Regions from separate parts of the Mus musculus genome. Here all the other regions are linked to region 1. The links are chromatin contacts, called in public promoter capture Hi-C maps. All regions are on one chromosome and are shown on one strand. Each heading gives the region's core, a stretch centred on a gene start, on an enhancer-like site or on the middle of the called end of the contact. The rest is flanking DNA. Distances are from core to core; before and after follow the strand shown. Region 1 holds the start of Nsun3 (NOL1/NOP2/Sun domain family member 3). Region 2 holds the start of Chmp2b (charged multivesicular body protein 2B). Region 3 has its middle 10 kb from the start of Gm33971. Region 4 holds the start of Cggbp1 (CGG triplet repeat binding protein 1). Region 5 overlaps Zfp654 (zinc finger protein 654).

What was found. Promoter capture Hi-C pulls out the DNA fragments that hold promoters and counts their contacts.
Region 2: a promoter capture Hi-C map of liver shows a contact between it and region 1, with 5 times the contacts expected there. The contact joins the promoter of Chmp2b here to the promoter of Nsun3 in region 1. A contact is called at or near these places in 14 of 39 promoter capture datasets (the 3T3-L1 cell line, 3T3-L1-derived adipocytes, the C10 cell line and 9 more), 2 of 484 Hi-C or Micro-C datasets (B cells and CD4 T cells) and 3 of 115 datasets of contacts at active chromatin or transcription factors (astrocytes, pro-B cells and thymic regulatory T cells).
Region 3: a contact with region 1 is called in a promoter capture Hi-C map of pre-B cells, with 8 times the contacts expected there. The contact joins the enhancer-like site here to the promoter of Nsun3 in region 1. A contact is called at or near these places in 8 of 39 promoter capture datasets (the 3T3-L1 cell line, the C10 cell line, HPC-7-derived erythroid cells and 4 more), 4 of 115 datasets of contacts at active chromatin or transcription factors (acute myeloid leukemia, embryonic stem cells, epiblast stem cells and 1 more) and 2 of 9 other capture datasets (adipose tissue and liver).
Region 4: a promoter capture Hi-C map of the HPC-7 cell line shows a contact between it and region 1, with 4 times the contacts expected there. The contact joins the promoter of Cggbp1 here to the promoter of Nsun3 in region 1. A contact is called at or near these places in 15 of 39 promoter capture datasets (the 3T3-L1 cell line, 3T3-L1-derived adipocytes, the C10 cell line and 9 more), 6 of 115 datasets of contacts at active chromatin or transcription factors (astrocytes, cardiomyocytes, epiblast stem cells and 3 more) and 3 of 9 other capture datasets (adipose tissue, liver and pancreatic islet).
Region 5: a contact with region 1 is called in a promoter capture Hi-C map of the HPC-7 cell line, with 7 times the contacts expected there. The contact joins the enhancer-like site here to the promoter of Nsun3 in region 1. A contact is called at or near these places in 5 of 39 promoter capture datasets (the HPC-7 cell line, embryonic stem cells and liver).

What each region holds. Positions count from the first base shown.
Region 1 is chr16:62,785,262-62,788,179 of GRCm38.p6, forward strand. Nsun3 (NOL1/NOP2/Sun domain family member 3) reads right to left here and starts at 1,455. Exons shown (of 6, transcript NM_178925.3): 1 at 1,410-1,455; 2 at 527-636. The coding sequence starts at 1,421.
Region 2 is chr16:65,561,359-65,564,276 of GRCm38.p6, forward strand. Chmp2b (charged multivesicular body protein 2B) reads right to left here and starts at 1,404. Exons shown (of 6, transcript NM_026879.3): 1 at 1,117-1,404. The coding sequence starts at 1,150. It overlaps Gm36457 (predicted gene, 36457), which reads left to right and starts at 1,450. Exons shown (of 2, transcript NR_166048.1): 1 at 1,450-1,504; 2 at 1,609-2,161.
Region 3 is chr16:64,882,922-64,885,839 of GRCm38.p6, forward strand. No RefSeq gene overlaps it. Among named protein-coding and RNA genes, the nearest start is that of Gm33971, 10 kb to the left of the region's middle. Within about 2 kb of position 1,555, at least 94 of the 459 cell types and tissues checked have an H3K27ac peak or open chromatin away from gene starts, as enhancers often do. A contact at or near this core is called in acute myeloid leukemia, adipose tissue, embryonic stem cells and 1 more, where this site is marked.
Region 4 is chr16:64,850,611-64,853,528 of GRCm38.p6, forward strand. It overlaps Cggbp1 (CGG triplet repeat binding protein 1), which reads left to right and starts at 1,391. Exons shown (of 3, transcript NM_178647.3): 1 at 1,391-1,626; 2 at 2,189-2,415. Zfp654 (zinc finger protein 654) reads right to left here and starts at 1,113. Exons shown (of 9, transcript NM_001347245.1): 1 at 857-1,113. The coding sequence starts at 1,042.
Region 5 is chr16:64,800,457-64,803,374 of GRCm38.p6, forward strand. All of the region lies in intron 3 of Zfp654 (zinc finger protein 654), which reads right to left. Among named protein-coding and RNA genes, the nearest start is that of 4930453N24Rik, 31 kb to the left of the region's middle. Within about 2 kb of position 1,370, at least 36 of the 459 cell types and tissues checked have an H3K27ac peak or open chromatin away from gene starts, as enhancers often do. A contact at or near this core is called in the HPC-7 cell line, where this site is marked.

The sequences.
Region 1 (2,918 bases), core at 205-2,704:
AGATATGGAGTACGGCTGAACACAGAGGTCAGAGGACAACCTACAGTCTAGTCCCCGCTCTGGGAATGCCAACTGCCTTCCCTCCCCGCCAGTTCCACCATGGCCACTTGGCCATGTTCATGCATGCTAGGCTTATTTAGATTGGTCTGTCCATGTGCACATGTGCTCCACATACAGATGGCATGGTGACAATAATTGCCAAATAAAGCCTGACTTTAGCTAAGATAGAGGAACACTGACTTTAAGGACTTGGTATTACCTGAATTTCATTAAGTTAAATTTCTTCCAAGTTAGGATTTTTATTACAGCGTTGTTTTAAAATGTGGTGCCTCCCCATTTTACAGATAAAAGCCAAGTGCTTGAGAGGGCATTACTATCTGCCCCACATTTCTACATGCCAGGTGATTCCTTCACACATAAAATGTACAGTCACCTCCTCCCTCCTGGACTGTGCCACTCTCAAGGAGGTATTTGCTACATACTTCCCTTTCCTCTCACAAAATATCAAGAGACGAACCATACTGACCTTACTGTACTCCAGGAATCCCCAAGTTCTTTCGAATACTGTTTGTCAAACTGATCCAACACAACTCTGCATAGCTGTTTGGCAAGCTTCCCCTCTGATTTTGCTTTCAGCTATGATGATAAGAAAAAGGTGCTGACAACACACTGTGATATCACATATTTATTGAAAGTTGACAGTGACATTAAATTTTCTTTATATCTCTACTTATTCGTGGAGACTTCCATACCTGTCTACAACATACTTTAATAAACACGTCTCCACACCACTCCAACTCCACCCAGACTCCCACTGTGTGTTCCCCTTCCAACTTCATGTCCTTTTAAAAAATCCACTCGGGAACAATTAGTGCTGTCGTTATGCACATGGGGGTGTGGAGCCATACCCCAAAGACAACTCTCTCCCGGCCTCAAGCCAGCTACTGCCAATAATAGCTAGTCAGGAGTGGGGCTTCCTGATTTTTAAAATGTCAGTTCCTGCCGTTGGATCAACTCCTTACTTGTAACAAAATTATTTCATGGTTTTTCTCGAAGTGGTAATTACCAAGTGTTAGAGGTGAATCTATGCTAAAAAAAAAAAAAATTCAGAAGCCATAAAAGTTTTGTTGTTGTTGTTTGTCTTTTAAAGTAAGACTGTAAAGAAAAAAGTATTCCAAAGTTTATTTACGGAAATAAGCATCGCCCCAACTTTCTGGCTCTCCCCTCATCACCGGGGTGCACCCAGGGCTGAGAAAGCTCGCAGTGACAATGTCGCCGGCCCGCGGGACAGCAGCAGCACCAGGAACACACTCAGCACGGTTCCGGGCTGTGGGCAGTGCGGGTCCCATCCCAGTCCACCCTGCCTCTCGGTGGCTTCAGCCCGGGGCGCTCGACCGCCAGAGCCTCACCCGAGTCAGCATGGTCCCCGCCTGAGCTCGCCAACTACGGGTCTCCGCTAGAGTTCGCGCGGGGTAACACGAAGAAACGCCATACTTCCGGGTCCTGCGAGGAGGTCACAGATGGGCTGGCTCGCAGTTCCTGTTTCCGGTCTCGCGAGATTGTAGACAAAAATCTCGCGGGAGACTCAGGTCCTGCAAGAGGCGGAGCCAAAGCTCTCTGGGGACTCCGGAGCTGCTGGGGTGCGAACCCCGAGCGAAGGGTGGAGTGTGGGTGCTGGTTTACAGAGTCACCCTTCCTGTCTCTGTTCATGGGGTCGAGAGAAGACCTGTATCAGTGTTTTAGATGCACAGGCATTGCTGGTTTACAAAACCGAACCCCGCGATGAGAAAAGCGGTAGAAAGATTAAATCGCGCCTCTCCTTACATTTGCCCGAGTCACTCTATCTTCAAACTGGGAAGTGATAAATGTTACACCGGAAGTACCGACTGCCCCCACTGAGACTGCGGGCATGTGCTGAGGGCTGGCCGTTAGCATGCTCTGTAGCCAGCTCGACAGGGATGCAGATATTTCCAGACATGCTCAGGTCTCCATCTATCAGCCTCTGAAAGAATGGACCCAAAGTATCAGGCTGAGAGAAGGAAAGAGGGGACAGCCATAGGGAAACTTGTCTTCTGGAAAGAGCTTTCCAACAGCTCTAAAATGTCAGAGCGTCTTCTAACAGGGTGAGATTGAACCCGGATGACAATGGCCAAAGACACGGGCGGAGGTTGGGTACGGGGTTCCACTGGATGTCTTTGTTCCTCTTCCCAATGTGGTCACCTTGAATAAACGGCCTTTTTCTGCTTTCCAGTTTCAATTTTGTTTTTTAAATAGGCTGATTTATTATAGGTGGCTGGACTTTGATATAAGAACTGTCACATCATTGGTACTTGAATAATACCTGTTTTCACCAAGCACTAAGACCACACTCCCAAGGACCAGGAAGGACTCACCAAGGCCCTGGCCTACTTCAAGCATCAGTGTTGACATTGTTAGGAATAACCACTCATTAGCATTTGCCTTGTTCTCTGGTAACAAACCAGAAATGTCTCAGAGATGATTTGGTCTCCTATAGTAACTAGGCATCTTCACGTTGAGATGGCACTCGATGCTCAAAGTATCAGTATAGGATATGCGATAGGTAGGTGCTGGACTCTCCAAATCCTATACAAAGGAAATGTCTTCTACACGAATGTGATTTAAAGCTTAGTTGGTTTTATTTTTTGTTTGTTTGTTATTTTTTTGTAAGTTCCTCAGTAATCTATAGTGTGTTAGAATTTTGATTCAGTATAAAATAAAATAATTGGTATGCAAATGACTACATGAATACACACCTGTTCTATATTTGAGAAAAAGTAATTCATTTACTCTTTAGCTGTTATATTCAGAGATTTTGTGCATTTTCTATGTTCACTATAAAATGCACCTACTAGTAAATATACTAGATTTATATTTGCAGTGAAAGAAGACCTAGAAAA
Region 2 (2,918 bases), core at 154-2,653, 2.8 Mb after region 1:
AAAAAAACAAAAAACAAAAATTTAAAAAGTCACTCAGAAGAAGCAAAACTGCACTCTGCTGTCTTACAAATGAGGGATAAAATGGCATCCTGTGTGGAAATGAAAGGCCATGTAGCAGGGTAGAGATGGTGTCTTTGTTATCCTCCCCCCAAATCTGGCACTAGAACAGTGAACACAAAGAAATGAAGGAGTTACCCCAACTCAGGGCTGAGCTCTGGGTTTGTACCAATCACAGTCTAGCTGCCCCTGCTCCTTGTGTGGCTGGGCTAGACCCTTCCTTACAAAGGAATGATTATTTGGCTGAAGCAACAGCAACCTGGGCTCGACATGCAATGAAAAGCAATTTTTAGATTACTTGGTGGGAATGTAATACCTGGGACAGCCGCGTATAACATACACACTACAGCACAGCCTGTGAATGCTACCAAACTTGTACATTCCAATACGTCCAGTATTTCCCTCATCACAAGATGGCACTAAGCCACCTGAAACAATGTGTTTTTAAAAACGCGAACTTCTATGAAAATTACACCACCCTCACTTTCGTTGACAGAAGATAACCATAAAGGAAAAATCTGCACTATGCAAAAACTATACCGGGACCCTTCCCTTGGGCTTAGGTTTTTCTGCTGGAGTCTTTCTTACGTGTAACGCTAGGTGTTTGTAAAAATACAGCCAGCCTGGCCCCAAGTTTATTTCCTAAGTGGGCCCGCTGTGACCTCCTGCCTTGTCCCCTAGTAAACACACATCCCTTTCGGATGTCAGGAAGTGCGGCGTCTTCACGGAAGGAGCAGCCAACGAGCAGGGAAAAAAACTACCATGAAATTCATCAACTCGCCAAGTCTAATGACACCCGAGAGCCAGCACTGGTCTGCCTCCCTAGAAAGCTCAGAAATCCTCTCCGGAGTGGGGCGGGCGAGGGTGGGGGGAGAAAAACGAGGGTGGGGTGAGGGCAGTCAGGAGGGCGAGCCGGCCAGGTAAGCCAGTGGAGCCGGAGTCACGCAGCCATGGTCACCTGTGGGGCCTCCGACACGGGCCCACCTCGGGGGACAGCACCCGATCCGAGGCCGGAGCTCCCCAGAGACCCCGGGCGGGTGAGCCTGGCCCCGAACTCACCGTCCACAGTCTTCTTCTTGAAGAGGGAGGCCATGGTGAGCGGCCGCGCCCGGGCGGCCCAGCTCGGCCCGGTTCGGTCCGGCCCGGTTCTGGGAACAGGACCGGTAGAAGGACGGATCCCGGAGAAGCCTGGCAGCGGCGGGAGGAGGAGGACGGGGTCTCCAAGCTCGACCTGCGGCGGGCGTGGCTCCGCGAGGCTCCCGAGAACGCGTCCTGGGTGCTCAGGTGACCGGGAACTAAGACACTTTTTTGGAGAAGTCACTTCTAGGCGGCGCGTGCGCAGTCTGCGAGCACGCCTGCGCACTGCGCCTCTGAAGCCGCAGCGGTGCCCTCACTTCAAAGGCTGCCCGCTCTTCCCTGCTTTCCGTTGCGACCCGTCCGGACCTAGGTTGGCAAGGCTGGCGGCGCGTGAGTCTGCAAGATGCTCGCTTGGTTTCTGTGCTGACCTCGGGCAAGAGTGAAACCTGATCCACGCCTTCCTTGTTGTTCCAGGTTGTTGGAATTAGGGATCCTGGGGATGTGTGGTGGACTGCGGACCTGAGACTGATTGACAGTAGGACTCCCAAGCGATCAATGCAAAGGCCTTAGGGGATGCCCTGCTAGGCTTGTCCCAGGTGATCTTCCCAGACTGCCCTGATGCTACCTGACTCCTGGCTGCCTCTTGCGGGACCCATCTTCACCTACCACCCGGTTTCTGGTGTTTCCACCAGCCTGCTTCTGTCCCTGGGGATCTGGGGTTCAGAGATTGTCCAGGAGAGGAGTGACAAGCGAATTCTAATGCCACACTATTGTTTAATGCTCCTGACTTGGAACAAGAAAGGCTGCTGATACTTGTGTTCTTGCTTAGAACCCAACTTGTTTAGGTGTCACATAAATGCGGAGGAAAAGACACACAGTCACACACCAAAAAATGGCTGCACAGTGAATCTATGAAATTGCTACATAGCACTTGGTTGATATTTAATACCAAAAGTCTCCATACCCTGTAAAAAGGACAGTCATTTAAGTTCTTGACTGTATAAAATAAATATGGAAATCATAATCATTCATGACTATGTATACATCTTCCTGATTAATGTATTATTTCTATTTACAATCATAATTATGTCTTGAACATATTCCCCTGCGAATCCCCTGTTTAGCAGCAATGCCTTTCATGGGATTACAAAGCAAAACAGTGACAGGCAGGGGGAGCATTTAATCCCAGCACTTTGAAGGCAAAAAAGGTAGGCAGATCGCTGTGAGTTCGAGGCCAGACTGATCTACATAGAGAGTTCCAGAATAGTCAAGGCTACACAGACAAACCCAGTCTCGAAACAACTACTACAAAAACAAAGATACCAAAATTGCTGAACCCCGAGATGTGTTATTCAATGGTAGAACTTATGATTATATGTCTGGCCCTGGTTCAATTATTAGTACTTAATAGTAGGAGTAGTAATAGCATTTTTTTCATAGATATGACTTCAAATGCCAGGGTCACTCTAAAACGTTACTATGATTCATTTTAGGATCATAATAATGTTTTTCAAGAATGTTTAAGCTTTGGGGATCGATCATTAGATTTGCTTTTTTTTTAACCTCATAAGATATCAAAACCCATGAGAACACTGATAACCCTGCTGCTACAGCTACTATTAGTGAAACTTAGCCAAGAGTTTGTTAATAAAACTTTTTGAGAACAGCAAGAGTAAGCAAGGTACAGTTATCTCCCTCAAGTTATTTAGTCACTTTTAGGAGGTGAAGTAAACAAGATTAGAATTATAGTGGGGGAGACAGGAACTGTAGCCAGGGTGTGGCTT
Region 3 (2,918 bases), core at 305-2,804, 2.1 Mb after region 1:
ACAATATGTACTCACTGATAAGTGGATATTAGCCCAAAACCTAGGATACCCAAGATATAAGATACAATTTGCTAAACACATGAAACTCAAGAAGAATGAAGACTGAAGTGTGGACACTATGCCCCTCCTTAGAATTGGAAACAAAACACCCATGGAAGGAGTTACAGAGACAAAGTTTGGAGCTGAGACGAAAGGATGGACCATCTAGAGACTGCCATATCCAGGGATCCACCCCATAATCAGCTTCCAAACGCTGACACCATTGCATACACTAGCAAGATTTTATCGAAAGGACCCAGATATAGCTGTCTCTTGTGAGACTATGCCGGGGCCTAGCAAACACAGAAGTGGATGCTCACATTCAGCTATTGGATGGATCACAGGGCTCCCAATGGAGGAGCTAGAGAAAGTACCCAAGGAGCTAAAGGGATCTGCAACCCTATAGGTGGAACAACATTATAAACTAACCAGTACCCCGGAGCTCTTGACTCTAGCTGCATATGTATCAAAAGATGGCCTAGTCGGCCATCACTGGAAAGAGAGGCCCATTGGACACGCAAACTGTATATGCCCCAGTACAGGGGAACGCCAGGGCCAAAAAAAATGGGAATGAGTGGGTAGGGAAGTGGGGGGGAGGGTATGGGGGACTTTTGGGATAGCATTGGAAATGTAATTGAAGAAAATATGTAATAAAAAATATTAATTAAAAAAACTGAAAACAATGTGAAACATTCAAGAGTATACTTATTAAAATTATGATTCCATAAAAAAATAAAATAAAAATAAATGAATAAATAAATAGAAAAAAAAAAGACCAAAAAAAAAGACTCTGCCTTTCAACAATAACAATAGAATGAGAAAGAAACATTTGTAAATCATAAGAGTTTGTATTCATAGTATACAAAAACTACTCTATACATCTCACTAAAAAAGAAAAAGAAAGAGAGAGAGAGTCATGAATTGATGGTATCCTTGGGAGGAAGGAGACGGGGCCACGATGAACGTAGCAGGTCCTGGAAAGCCTGTCCATACAACAGCTTTATCTTCAGCCTAGACTCTGCTGTCTCTCTCTCCTTCCCAGCTGCCAAGAAAGGAGCAAGTCTGCTGTGCTACAATGCTCTGCCTCCGTAAGTGCAAAGCAAGCCCTGTAAATAGTGAGGGCAAACAGATTGTACCCCTTTAAGGTGGTGATGGGAGGTACTTTGTCACAGTGACAAATGAACTCACTGATGTACCTCCTGTCTTCCTTCTTCCTTTCCACACGTCTCACTTCTGCATTTTTCAGCTGATGTTCTCTTCTGATGTTCTTTAATTTGTTTAATTTTAAACAAATTAAAATGTGTTTGTTCAAATTCTAGGTTCAGGTTGTGCTTTTGGGAAGTTCCAACCTAACACCACGTATGTTCCCTTACAGAACGGTCACAGAAGACCCTTACCCTAGCCCTCTTTCAGCCCCCACATTCTGTCCATTCTTTTCCAGCAGGGCTGACACTGTAGTTAGTCTGCCTTAGAAACCTTACTGTCACAATTTCAACATTTTATTGCCCTTCCTGAAGGTACTCACGCCAACCCCAGCACAGCAAACTTGGCTCTGCCTGGCCTTGCCCTTTTCCTCCCCACTCCCTCTGCCTTGCTAAAATCCGTTAGATTACATTCCTAAAGCTAACCACCAAGGTCTATTCCCTTATTTGGCCACTTCCTCCTCTTGGGGCTGAATGCCAAGGTCTATCAAAGTATTAAAGTCCAGCAGTCAAAAGCCCCAGTAGGCTCCCCCAGTTAACGTGCCCAATTAAAATTAATCACCCCCTCCTAACACAGGGTTTACCCTTTTGCCTCTATAAACAAACCATCATTTTCCTATATGCTGCATCTGTCTCCTCTCTATCCAGAGGCAGTCATTTGTCACCAGCTTCCTCTTCCTTGTTCCCTTCCCCTTCTCCCGTGTCTTCTATGCCCTAACCTTGTATCTCTGGAAAAAATAAATCTCCTTTGTGCCAAGCATTTGGTCCTGGGGGTCCTGAGTCAATACCATTTTTGTACACTTCTACCTTTGATATTGTTTGTATAAAACAGTTAATATTACTCATTTCCTTTTCTTCTTCGTGGAATGAAAAAAGACGAAATAAAAGGGAGAAATAAGTATCTCAAAAGTATGGTGAAGATTTTTATTGTAGATGTTAGGGAGATAGTAGTAGGTAGAGGGAAGAGTCCAGGCTAAACATGATGGGCGACAGACTAAGTTGGACCATGAGAAGAGAGGAGAGGGCTAGGGGGAAAGAGAGGAGCCACCGGCCAAGAGAAGCAGCCTGGCCCAAGAGACTCAGAGAGCTGTGAGGCTGAAATGGTTGAATGATACAGGATCTGGCTAGGAGAAAGGAAGCTGAAGGTCAGCCCTTGGGAGGGAGATGCTTAGTGTAGGGGGCAGGGTGGGAGGAGACACAAGTACAGATTATCCTGGAAGAGCTGGCCTTTGATATGCCCTTTGATATGTTAATAGCACCCTTGTGAGCCGTTTGTCACAGGCTTCTGTGACCTCACAGAAAAAAATAGTTTTTTTCTTTTCTCTCTCTCTCTCTCTCTCTCTCTCTCTCTCTCTCTCTCTCTCTCTCTCTCTCTCTCTCTCTCCTTCCTTCCTTCCTTTGCTTAATAATATCTAAGCACACTGTGGCTGTCTTCAGATACACCAGAAGGGGCCATCAGATCTCATTACAGATAGTTTTGAGCCACCACGTGGTTGTTGGGATTTGAACTTATGACCTCTGAAAGAGCAGTCAGTGCTCTTAACTGCTGAGCCATCTCACCAGCCCCACCAGAGTCTTTTCAAATAATAATAGTATGTGATTACCTCGATTTAAAATTCTAATCTGAAGTTCCTTCAACAGTTTTAAGAATGTGACTCTTTTTGTCAAGCAAACAGA
Region 4 (2,918 bases), core at 141-2,640, 2.1 Mb after region 1:
TAAAGGAAACAAATAATTTACTGTCACTTTTTCCGATACTGAATTTAACAGACCAACCAAAAACGAGTAATTTAAAGGCTGGGGGAGGGGTGGTGTAACGAGGGCAATAGTTTCAGGAAAAACGACTTTCTCTGTAGTCAGACAATTAGGAAACAGTGTGCTTGTCAGAGAAGGGGGTCAAAAAAAGGGAAAGATGACAATCACTCCTATAAGGTTCCACACGGAAAACACCCCCCCTCCCAACACACACACACCTGGTGGGGGAGGGGAGTAGCTAACGGTGGGACAGTGCCAAGGCCAACGGAAGAACTGGTCCAGAGGGACCTAGTGAGGGAATGACAGGCGACCCTAGCAGAGGGGGAGGGGTGGCGATGACAGGAGGGCAGGCAGTGGGGTGATAGCATGCTTGGCGTCTCTGAAAAAGAGAATGCGGGGGAACCTGGGTAACAGAGAAAGACGGGAGAGCCCAGCAGAAGTGAGAGGGACCGGGTAGTGAACCTGAGAAAGGCGGGACCCTGGGGTACGAAGAGGGTCTGCAGGGAGGCACAGGCATGTCAGGACGGGGTGCTTTCCAGTTGACCGTCCAGCTCCCAGCCCACCACCACCACCGCCGCCGCGACAAACTCACTTTCTCCTCACCTCCAAGTCCGCAAGTCACCCCCAACCCCACTCCCCGTCGTCCCCATCGCCGAGCTCGGAGCGGTGCAGAGAGGGGACCGGGGCTTCCCAGACTCCCTCTCCGTCCCGCCGGAGGACCGGTCCCGGACACGACGCAGAGACCTGGGCCAGCAGGCCAGGAGCCACGCAGAGGCCCGGGAGCCCAGTGACAAGTCGGAGCGGCCGACGGGCGCCTCACCTGACAGAAGCGTCGGCAGTAATCCCGGCTGCTGATCCCGACGCCGCCGCCACAGCCGCCGCCGCCGGCCCCCCCTCTGCCGTCGCCCGCAGCTAGGAGCCCCACTGGGCCCGGGGGGGACTCCACAATGGCCACGAGCTCTTCTCCGAGGCGCTCGGCCTCTTGGTCGCTCTCTTCCTCCGCCATGAGGCTCTCGCCGCCCAGCGCGTACCCAGCCCCTGCGCCGCCGCCGCCGCCGCCGCTGCCGCCGCCGCTGCCTCAGCTAACCTCCTCCTCCTCCTCTAGTTCCCTCCCCCTTTCCCTCCGCCCCAGCCGGACAGGGCTACTCGCCTGGGCTCTACTTCCGGCTCCGCCCACCCACGCCCCCAGTTTTCACTGGAGGAAGGACACCGCCAATCATAGGCATGCCCGCCCTACCTTCCTATTGGTTACACTAGCCGTCTGTTTGCCAGGCCTGCCATCTGTTGGTCCACACTACTCGGCGGTTGCTGAGGACCGCCTACGAGCCCTGCCATAGGGCGCGCCGGAGGACGGGGCGCGGCAGGGGACACGGCGGCCGCGGCGGAGCTCGCTCGGGCGGCGGCGACGGCGGTGGCAGCGGCAGGAGCAGCGGCTGAAGCAGCGGCGGAAGCAGCGGCGGCCGCAACGGGATCTCCTTCATCCCGTTGCTCTGCCCTTTCTTCCTCCTCTCTTCCTTCCTGGCGAGGGCTCGTGCACTTCCCCTAACGGCGGCCCGCTCCTACGGTCCCGAAGAGCTGGGAAGGCGGAAGGTGGGCTTGGCCGTTGGTGCGGGCGGCGAGCCCAGGCCTTCGGGCCGGGCGAGGGAACCGGGGGCGGGGCCGGAGGTGGAGGAGGAAGGAGCCGGGCCAGCCTGACAGCGACGGCCTCGGCCGGCGCCCGCCGCCCCCTCCCCGGGGACAGCCACGGAGTCGGCGGCGGTGCGGCGGACTTCTCCGGGGCCCTCCGAGGGCGGCTGGGACGCGGCCTCGGCCCCGGCCCCGGCCCGCAGGCGGGGTCGCGGCGCCGGGGCGCCACCTCGGCCGGCGCGGCGGGAGGAGGCTGTCTAGACGTCCGGCGGCCCGCGCCCGCCTTCCCCGCCCCCACCGGAGCCTCGGGCCTGCGGAGCGCGCGGGCCGCCGGGCCACCCGCCCCGGGGCGTGCGAGCCGAGCTGGCGTGGGGCTGGCTGGAGCTTCGGGATCGCGCACGGAAGGCGGAGAGAGACAGACACCTGTGTGCAGAGCGTGGCCCGAGCCGCTCTGCCGCGGGCCTGCGCCCTGCCTTTCCCGCCCCTCCACCATCTTCCCTTTCTGTTTGTTTTTTGTGTTTTACAGTAAAGACATGACTTCCCGGCGCCACCGGGAAAATAGGGTGCAAGCCCAGGAACTGTTTCCCCACCACCACCTGTTGAAAAACTGAGTCGAAGGCGTCTCCGGGGTCTGAACGAACGCGAAGTCGCTCGGATTGGATGCGTCTGTGGTTTTGCATCCAGAAAACTGTCACTACTTAATATCAAGGAAAAACAAACAAACAAACAAAAACCCGACTGGAAATTAAGCTGGTGAGTATTTCGACTTGAAAACTCAGTTTACTTTTGCTGTAGTAAATGGCTGTTTCGCTTTTGTTCCCTGGGTGCTCTATCTTAACTTCCTCATTTGTTTAAAATATTTCTGACTTCTGGAAACACTTTTACACGTAACCAACCTCCTCGCCTCTATGAGGTGGTTATTTTCATTGGCAGTATCAAGAATAGACCTTTCAAGAGAAAAGATCAGGAAAGTTCAGGCTTCACGTGGCACAAGAATTGCAGATCCCATTTCTGTAAGTTTGCAGTCAAAGAAAAATTCTAACTGCACCCCTAGTTTTTCATAACAGCTTTAATTGTTACTAGAATGGTTTTATTTCATAGGTGTAGAGTACTTGTGGAAGTTGCAGACATTTGCAGTGAGGATTTGCTGAGTATTAGGTGGGATTCATCATGATGTCTGTCTTTTCTGCCATGAAAAACCTATGCCCTAAAACAGTATCTCACACGTAACCCTTGAGTGTCAAAGATGTGGTGGG
Region 5 (2,918 bases), core at 120-2,619, 2.0 Mb after region 1:
AATAAAACACCATGGACAAAAGTAACTTGTAAAAGAAAGGTTACTTGACTTACGGTTCCGGAGGGAGGGTTCATAATTGTGGGGGAGGCATGGCAACAAACAACCTAAGCAGGAAGCTGAGAGATCACATCTTCAACCACATGTAGAAAACAGACAGAGCAAACTGGAAGTAGGGCGAGGCTGTACATCCCCAATACCACACCCCCAGAAAGGTACTTCCTTTAACAACACTACACCTTCTAATGGTCCCATAGCCTCGCCCACAAAATAGTGCCACTAGCTGGGGACTATGTGAGTTTATGGGGGACATTTGCCATTCCAACCACCATGATCACCATCATGAAGAATGTTTTGAACACCAGCAGTAGAACTTTGCCAAATTGAATCTTTAGGATAATTTTTCAAAGTACACTACCTATGGACCATAGCTAGGTTTTTTGAGGCTTTAATGGAAAGTCTCTGGTTTTAGGAGAAACAAGTACTTGATGTACCAATGAGAAAGAGTGACCTTAAATTATAAACAAAAACAAAAATACCTAGGAAAATAAAACTTGAAATATAAATATTCTCTAAGCATCTAGATGCAACATATCTAGAGCAAAAGTTATATTTTCCTACGTTCTGTTCTTCACTCAATCATTACTGCTTCTAGAAAGGACACGGCAGTTGCTTCAACCTAGATTCCTCAAACAGCGATTCTTCCTCTTCCTGATCCCCATGCATTCAATAACCAAACCCAAGCTTTTAGTTCTTCACCGCTGTATGCACCCCTCTCACCTTCTGTTTCATTTTTCCAGAATAACTGGAGATTACAGAATATTTACACTAACTATAATAACAATTTTTAAAATTTTCTATGACTTATTTGATTAGTCATTATATATTCTTTAATGAACATATCTGTGAATTGTTTGATCAGTATGCATAAAAGACATATAGTTGGTTTTCCAGGTATTTGGATTATTTGTTTCTGTTGCCCTTTCTCATATTCTATCAGCTTGGTTAATGCCTTACTAAATCTATTTACCCTTGAAATAAACCATGGTCATTGATAATTCTGTAATTTGTTACAATAGAGGAGTTCACTGCCTGCCTGATTTTTCTCCCTTGTGATATCTAGTTTGTTCAACATGGGTTCTTAATTTGCAACATTCTTAACTCTGAAAATTGAAAAGTTGAACAGCATAGTCATAAGTATAAGTATGAATTTTAAAACAACTTTAGGGATTGCTTCTTTACAGTAATTTGTTTTTTGTTGTAGTTAACTGCCTTCCCAGACAAGCACCCACATCTAGTTTCTTGTCTGAGTAGTTTGCTTAAGACCCTGTGGCTGATTGAATATGCTTGGCTCAGGAAGTGGTATTTAACTAGGAGGAAGTATGGCCTTGTTAGAGGAAGTGTGTTACTGTGGGAGTGGGCAATGGGACCTTCCTCCTAACCATGTGGGGGCCAATCTTCTGGCAGCCTTCAGATGAAGATGTAGAACCCTCCCACAGCTTCTCATGCATCATGCCTGCCTAGATGCTGCCATGCTCCCACCTTGATGACATTGGACTGAACCTCTGAACCTGTAAGCCAGCCCCACTTAAATGTTGTCTCTTGTAAGAGTTGCCTTAGTCATGGTATCTGTTCACAGCAGTAAAACTCTAAGACTGGCCCTCATCCAGAATGCACAATTATTTTTTTCATCATTGTACAGTTTGTCATTTAATTAGGTATTAATCTGTATGATGAAGAGGTAAGTGCATCCTATGAGAAATACATAATATGTAAAGGTAAAGAAAAACTACTGGAACTCAAAACTAAGACAGAAATTATTATGTGCTGTATTTGGCCATAAAAAAATAAAGGTTCCTTCAACATCAACAGGCCTAGCAGATATCCTCAGTGGTTCAATAGTCACACTTTCATCTTGGGGAAATCAACAGACACTTAGTTTAATGTAAGGTCCACTTAATAGAAAGGAATATATGCCTGGTCAAATAAACATCCCGTGACTGGAGAAGTCAAAGATTCTAAAGGAGAATGGATGACTGTTATTTTCCTAAACCAATATAATTTCTAACTGCAGTCTAAATACTTATCTTTCTACACGCAGATAAATTAGCTCTCAACTCATCAAAGAAACATCTTTTGCAGCAGATAGAGAATATTACAGAAATCCACAACTGGTTAAAAAGGCAGAAAATAAATGATTGTGGGGTACACACCACTAACTCATCTCCTACACCTAATGATCAGAGAGCACTGTAGAAAAAAAGAGATGGAAAGACTCTAAGAGCCCCAGGGCAGGGATGCCTGCTGTAAGATACTGTTGGTTAGGCATGACAGCGAAGCTACAACCACAATATCTCAACAGTAATGATTTAAACAAGACATGCATTATGATACAACCAAGCAGTTAGCCCCAAACACATGTGCATCTCAGCAAACCTAAATATATTCTGTAGGGCTGTTTCTACTATATAAAAATGATGATGATGATGGTGAGTCAATGAATTTGAAAGAGAATTGCAGGAACACAGAAGAACTTGGAGGAGATATGGAACTGATATCCTCATATGATAAACTCAAAAAATAAAAAAATAAAGATTCCCTCTAATTTATTCAGGAAATTTTAAACAAAGTTTACAACTTATATTTGAGAAACTCCAATTTTAGGTAGACAGAAATTCATGAAAGAAAAGAATAAGTTTAAAAACTAGGTTTTAGTCACTACCTGTCTGAAGAACACAGTGTCAGTGGCATTTTGCCAGCAAGTGAGGAAACTATTAACTAAAATATGTAGTTTGTCTAGCATGAGGTAGAGTGAACTATAAAACTGGATTATTTGTAGTTTCACACGGGAAACTCTATCTGGATGACTGGAGCTCTTTCCTCTGGTAACCCTTTGCCCTCTCAAAGGAAGGAGGCTATAT